2 separate regions of the Mus musculus genome follow, and region 1 is linked to region 2. Evidence: chromatin contacts called from public HiChIP or PLAC-seq data. All regions are on one chromosome and are shown on one strand. The core of a region is the stretch at or near the end of the contact, and the rest is flanking DNA. Distances in the headings are between cores, read along the strand shown.

The links. HiChIP or PLAC-seq counts read pairs in DNA pulled down with a chosen protein or histone mark.
Region 1: an H3K27ac HiChIP or PLAC-seq map of extraembryonic endoderm stem cells shows a contact between it and region 2. The contact joins the promoter of Ddx21 here to the enhancer-like site in region 2. A contact is called at or near these places in 4 of 39 promoter capture datasets (embryonic stem cells, neutrophils, second pharyngeal arch cranial neural crest and 1 more), 6 of 115 datasets of contacts at active chromatin or transcription factors (the HPC-7 cell line, the SCID.adh cell line, embryonic stem cells and 1 more) and 3 of 9 other capture datasets (adipose tissue, liver and pancreatic islet).

What each region holds. Positions count from the first base shown.
Region 1 is chr10:62,601,031-62,603,730 of GRCm38.p6, forward strand. Ddx21 (DExD box helicase 21) reads right to left here and starts at 1,268. Exons shown (of 15, transcript NM_019553.2): 1 at 1,098-1,268. The coding sequence starts at 1,184.
Region 2 is chr10:62,521,587-62,524,286 of GRCm38.p6, forward strand. The region is part of intron 2 of Gm51804 (a long non-coding RNA gene); the gene reads left to right. It also overlaps a transcript of Srgn not described here. Among named protein-coding and RNA genes, the nearest start is that of Gm51804, 15 kb to the left of the region's middle. Within about 2 kb of position 1,420, at least 13 of the 459 cell types and tissues checked have an H3K27ac peak or open chromatin away from gene starts, as enhancers often do. A contact at or near this core is called in extraembryonic endoderm stem cells and pancreatic islet, where this site is marked.

The sequences.
Region 1 (2,700 bases), core at 18-2,517, 79 kb after region 2:
CAAAACTACCAAAAAAATTCATATATCATTTGCGTCTGTGAAACTTTATTTGGACTTTATTTAAATGTGCAACTTTTCATATGGAAAATTTGTACCGATTATTAGCCACCTACTAGATAGACTCTAGTAGTGTTCCAGGCAGTAAAGACTAAATCATAATGGACTAAATTCTCAAATCATGGCCTAAGGTAGCGATTCTCAACTTTTCAAATAGTTCATATTGTAGTGACCCCCAACCAGAAAATTATCCCGTTGTTACTTTAATTTTTGCTACCGTTATGAATCATAATATAAACATCTGCAGATTATCTGTCAGGCTGAGAACCGCTGGGCTAAGGGCTAGAGCTACAGTGGGACAGCACCTGCCAACACGTGAGCTGCCCAAGGTTTGGTCCTGGTACCACAAAAACCATCTTAAAAATACTGTATCGTGGACAATCTCTCCGCCCCATGAACATGTTATCTACTACATATATGAAAAACAGTAAGTCGAGTTCGGAATATAAACGCGTAGCTAGGTCCCTCCCTCCTGACTTCAGCATCAGGCAGCTGAACACGCGGATGTGAACGCTGTGCGCCCAGTGATTTCCACCTAATTCAAATACTACTGCTGCTCCTTTAAAAGGCTCCTACCTTCAAAGTCAACAGAGACAGCAAAAAAAAAACTCAATTAAGTCGTACAACATAGGAGTTCCGGGATAATTTCCGAACCCTCCTACTTTGATAGATACTGTCACAAGTTTAATATTTTTATGCAAGGAATTAAGAAGAGACAAGGCGATTTAACAGTGCTCACACAGATCCTTCTATATAATAGGGTGATCACTTAGCCAACCACGTTTTCTGTTTTGGGTTTTCTTTTTTTTTTCTTTTCTTTTCTTTTTTAAAGAGGGAACTGTGTCTGTGTGTCACAGCAGATGCCGACCATGTGCGCAAGTTTCAGACTTTGCCGTCTTCGGCTCTGGTCCGCACTGTGACGCGATCGGCAATCCCTTCCGCACTCCCAAGCCTGACCAGCCGACACGGCGTGTCAGAGGGCCGGCCACGAGCTCCCGGCCCGGCCCAGTTCGGGGACACCCCCCTCCCCCCAGGCTCACCTTCTCGCTTGGCTTCGGCAGCGTCTCCATGCTCTCCTCGGCCCCGTCTGAGCCCAACTTGGCCCCACTGCGGAGTTTTCCCGGCATTATTCAGCAGCAGCTTCTCAGGCCTACCGGCTTCCTCAACCGCGTGCTAGGAGAGAGGGCGACAGAGAAAGCGGACCGCCCCTCAGCCGGGCCTATTCGTCACTTCCGCAGCGGAGTGCATCCGGCGGAAGTAGCGTGTACCGGCAAGGCTGCGGTTCGCGCGGCTTTGGGTGAGACCCGTGTGTGCGGCGTGGAGGTGCTCTGCGCGGTCTAACGACAGCGGGATCGCCACGGCTAGACTTGGAGAACGGCCTTGAATCTTACCCTGCTGCCTCCGCTTGCCGAGTCTGGGATTACCAGCTGGCAACATTTTCCCATGAAAAGCTGCGATGTGTACGCTACCTGTGGAAAACGGCTGGGTGGTGACAGATAAACCCAGGTGCTTTGGTGAGCACCGGAATTCAGGGACCGGCGAGATACCACAGTTCTGGTGACCTGAATTTGTGATCCCTGGAAAACAGAACCAGCTGTGCAGTTTTATCGTGCACGCGCTCAGTGGCACCCAGGACACGCATATGCGTGCTGCACAATATGAACAATTTAAAAGAACCAGAATAGGCAGGGCATATGGGGTGCACGCCGCTAATCTCAGCACCCAGGAGCCAGAGGTAGATGGATCTCTATCGAGTCCAGCGTGGTGCACATAGTTCAAGGCTAGCCCGACACATGATGAGATTGTCTCAACAGCTCTCTCCCCGACCCCAAGTAACAACAAAAAATACCCACAATTCACAAGTCTGGCCCTTTATTCATGTGTGCACTTTATAAACTTCCGGGTATTCTTGTATGACGGACAGGGTTCGTTTTTTTGTGTTTTGTTTTTCGAGACAGGGTTTCTCTGTGTAGCCCTGGCTATCCTGGAACTCACTTTGTAGATCAGGCTGGCCTCGAACTCAGAAATCCGCCTGCCTCTGCTTCCAGAGTGGACAGACAGGATTCTAATAACATCCAAGCCCTGCTTGTCCTCAAGCACTACAGACCAAAGTTTCTCAAGGGGGTCGACACTCCGTTGGGGTTCAACGACCCTTTTACCAGTGGTCATATATCAAATATTTACATTAAGATTCAATAGCAAAATTACAGTTTTGAAGTAGCAATTTTTTTTTTCAGAGCTGAGGACTGAACCCAGAGCCTTGCGCTTGCTAGGCAAACGCTCTACAGCTGAGCTAAATCCTCAACAACTAAAATTAATTCATTTTATGGTTGGGGATCACCACAACGTAAGAGGCATTAAAGGGCTACAGCATTAGGAAGACTGAGAACCACTGTTATAGACTAATGTAAGAGATGGACAGTTATCACTGGGTTTGAGGGCACACTCAGCCCCTTGACAGGGCCTTGAGACTAGGAATGGATTCCCAAAGATGCCTAAGTTGGAGAGTTTACTACTACCATTGGATAAGGGAAAGAGGCCAATTGAATGATCAGTGACAATGCTCGTTTTGAGTCAGGCTTTCACTGTACACCCGTGACTGCCCTTGAACTCAGAGATCTGCCTATGCTGGGATTAAATATT
Region 2 (2,700 bases), core at 170-2,669:
AATCTCTAAAAGAAGGTAGTTGGAGCCTGAGGAAGTACACCCAGGCTTGCCCTCTGACCTCTACACACACACACACACACACACAGAGGGAGAGAGAGAGAGAGAGAGAGAGAGAGAGAGAGAGAGAGAGAGAGAGAGAGAGAGAGATATCTTATTTGCCATCTCCAGACCCTTGACAACCAGGATCATCTAGTCCAACATGATTATCTGTGCAGAAATTTCCAGGCAGACCTCTTAATTCTGCTCTGACAATGCCGTGGGATAGGCTATTCCCGGTAGCACCCTGGGATGCGCCTGTGCTTGTTTATGGGAAACAGAGATAGGGACAAGTCCCCCAGAGTGTGAGATGAGTGACACAGGTCCCAGAGAGGCCCAAGTCCAGAGATAAGGAGGGCCTTGAGACTCGGATTGCTTGAGTCAGCTCCCTATACTGAGTGATCATTACCCTAGGGCAGACAAGCTAGTTAGAGTCACTATGCTTGCTCTTCCCAGGCAGAGGGGACTGGAGCTGGGATAGCTTTGTGTATTGGCCCAGTATCTCATAGATGTCCACACCCCTCCACACCACTGTCTCCACATGATCAGCATGTGAGAGCCACCAGGGTAACGTGGTTCAAAACCCTTTGGGGGTGAGTAGGTGAAATGACCCTTTCACAGGAGTCACCTAAGACCATCAGAAAACACATATATTTACGTTATGGCTTGGGCTCTTAACAGTAGCAGATTACAGTTATGAAGTAACAACAAAAAGAATTCTGTGGCTGGGGTCACCACAACATGAGGAACTGCATTAAAGGGTCACAGCATCAGGTAGGTTGAGAACCACTGGACTGGAGGAAGGACTATCTGAACCCGGGACAACTGTATGTGTCTGGCATGTAGCAGCAGGCTCTCAGTGTGCCACGTGCCTGAGGCTCAGACATGGCTGGATTCATGACTGACTGACAGCATCAGGACAAAGAACTTAGCAGAGTGAACTGTGCCCATCTGTCACATGAGTACCCTCAGGAGTCTAATGAACTTCCTTGAACTCACTGTCTATACCTGTGTAAATAGGGCTTGTTTAACTTCCACCACCTCCTCCTCCTCACAGCTGTTGGAAGGGTTCAGTTGATCGTTCCTGTTGTTTTGAGATAGGGTCTTGTCCCAAGCCTCAAACTCAGTTGCTATGCAACCGAGAAATAATCACCCACCCCTGGAGCTCCGGCTAAATTCCTAAATTCTGGGATTGCAGGTGTGCTCTTGGACTCCAGGTTCATTCACTGGTGCCAATCAAACCCAGGGCCTTGTGCATGCTAGTTAGACACACTCCAACTGCGCCGCATCCCAGCCCCTAGGAGAGTTGGGTTGACTATAGTGCCCTGGCCCTTAAGCACTAAGTGGCGCCCGCTCTCCACCTGTTAGCATATTTGCTAGCTGCTAACAGTGCCACTCTTGTAAACCTCCACTTCTGCTCCTATTTGTTGACGATGTCACCTGCCGCACAAGCCTGTGGAGGATGCTGCATGTACTTGTGTCTCGCCAGGCAACGGCAGGGGAGCCGCGGTGGCACATAACTTTAATCTCTGCACTCGGAAGGCAGAGAGAGGCAGGCAATCTCTGGGTTCAAATCTAGCATGGTCTGTAGAGCTAGTTCCAGGGCTGAGCAGAGAAACCCTGTCTTGAAAGCCAAAACAAGGGGCTGGAGAGATGGCTCAGTGGTTAAGAGCACTGACTGCTCTTCAGAAGGTCCTGAGTTCAAACCCCAGCAACCACATGGTGGCCCACAACCATCTGTAATGAGATCTGACGCCCTCTTCTGGTACATCTGAAGACAGCAACAGTACTTACATAAAAAATAAATAATAATTAAAAAAATAAAAATAAACAAAAAACCCAGTGTCCCTGGGAAATCTTGCAAGCTGAGTGGCCATCTAGCACATGGATTGATGAGGGACAGCAGTCCACACCAAGACTCAGGTCCTCTGGAAGAACAGCCAGTGCTGTTGGAGTTCACTCAGTAAGTAGGCTAGGTTGATTAGCTAGTGAACCCAGGGAGCTCGTGTTGTGTGTGTTGTGTGTGTTGTGTGTGTTGTGTGTGTTGTGTGTGTTGTGTGTGTTGTGTGTGTTGTGTGTGTTGTGTGTGTTGTGTGTGTTGTGTGTGTTGTGTGTGTTGTGTGTGTTGTGTGTGTTGTGTGTGTGTGTGAGATCATAAATGTACAAAAGAATAAGGAATTTGGTTATGTATTTACTAAACCTATCAAGCTTGGTGACAAATGCTGGTACTCAGATAGCCTGGACTAAAAGACATTGTCTCAAAAAACAAAACAAAACAAAAACAAAAACAAAACCAATTGGGAGTAGAGATACCTGCCTACAGTCCTAGGTGGAGTCAGGGGAATCAGTCAGGGGAATCAGGAGGTCAAGCATCTTACTAAACTCCTTTATTTGGAAAGAATTGACTTCATACAGCCAAGATGAGAATGCTCCTATGCTGGGAATTACAAAGTACTCTCCACGGGTGGCTCCCTGACTTTATTATTATTGTTTTGTTTTGCGGTATTGAGGATGAACATGCTAGATGAGAGAGAGTGTATTCTCTCTGTCTCTCTGTGTCTCTGTGTCTCTCTCTGATTCAGAGATGCTCACAGAACACATATTCTGCCTAGGTTCTGTCAGCCAATCACAGTGGCTCGTAGAAATCGCCATCCCAGTGGGTGT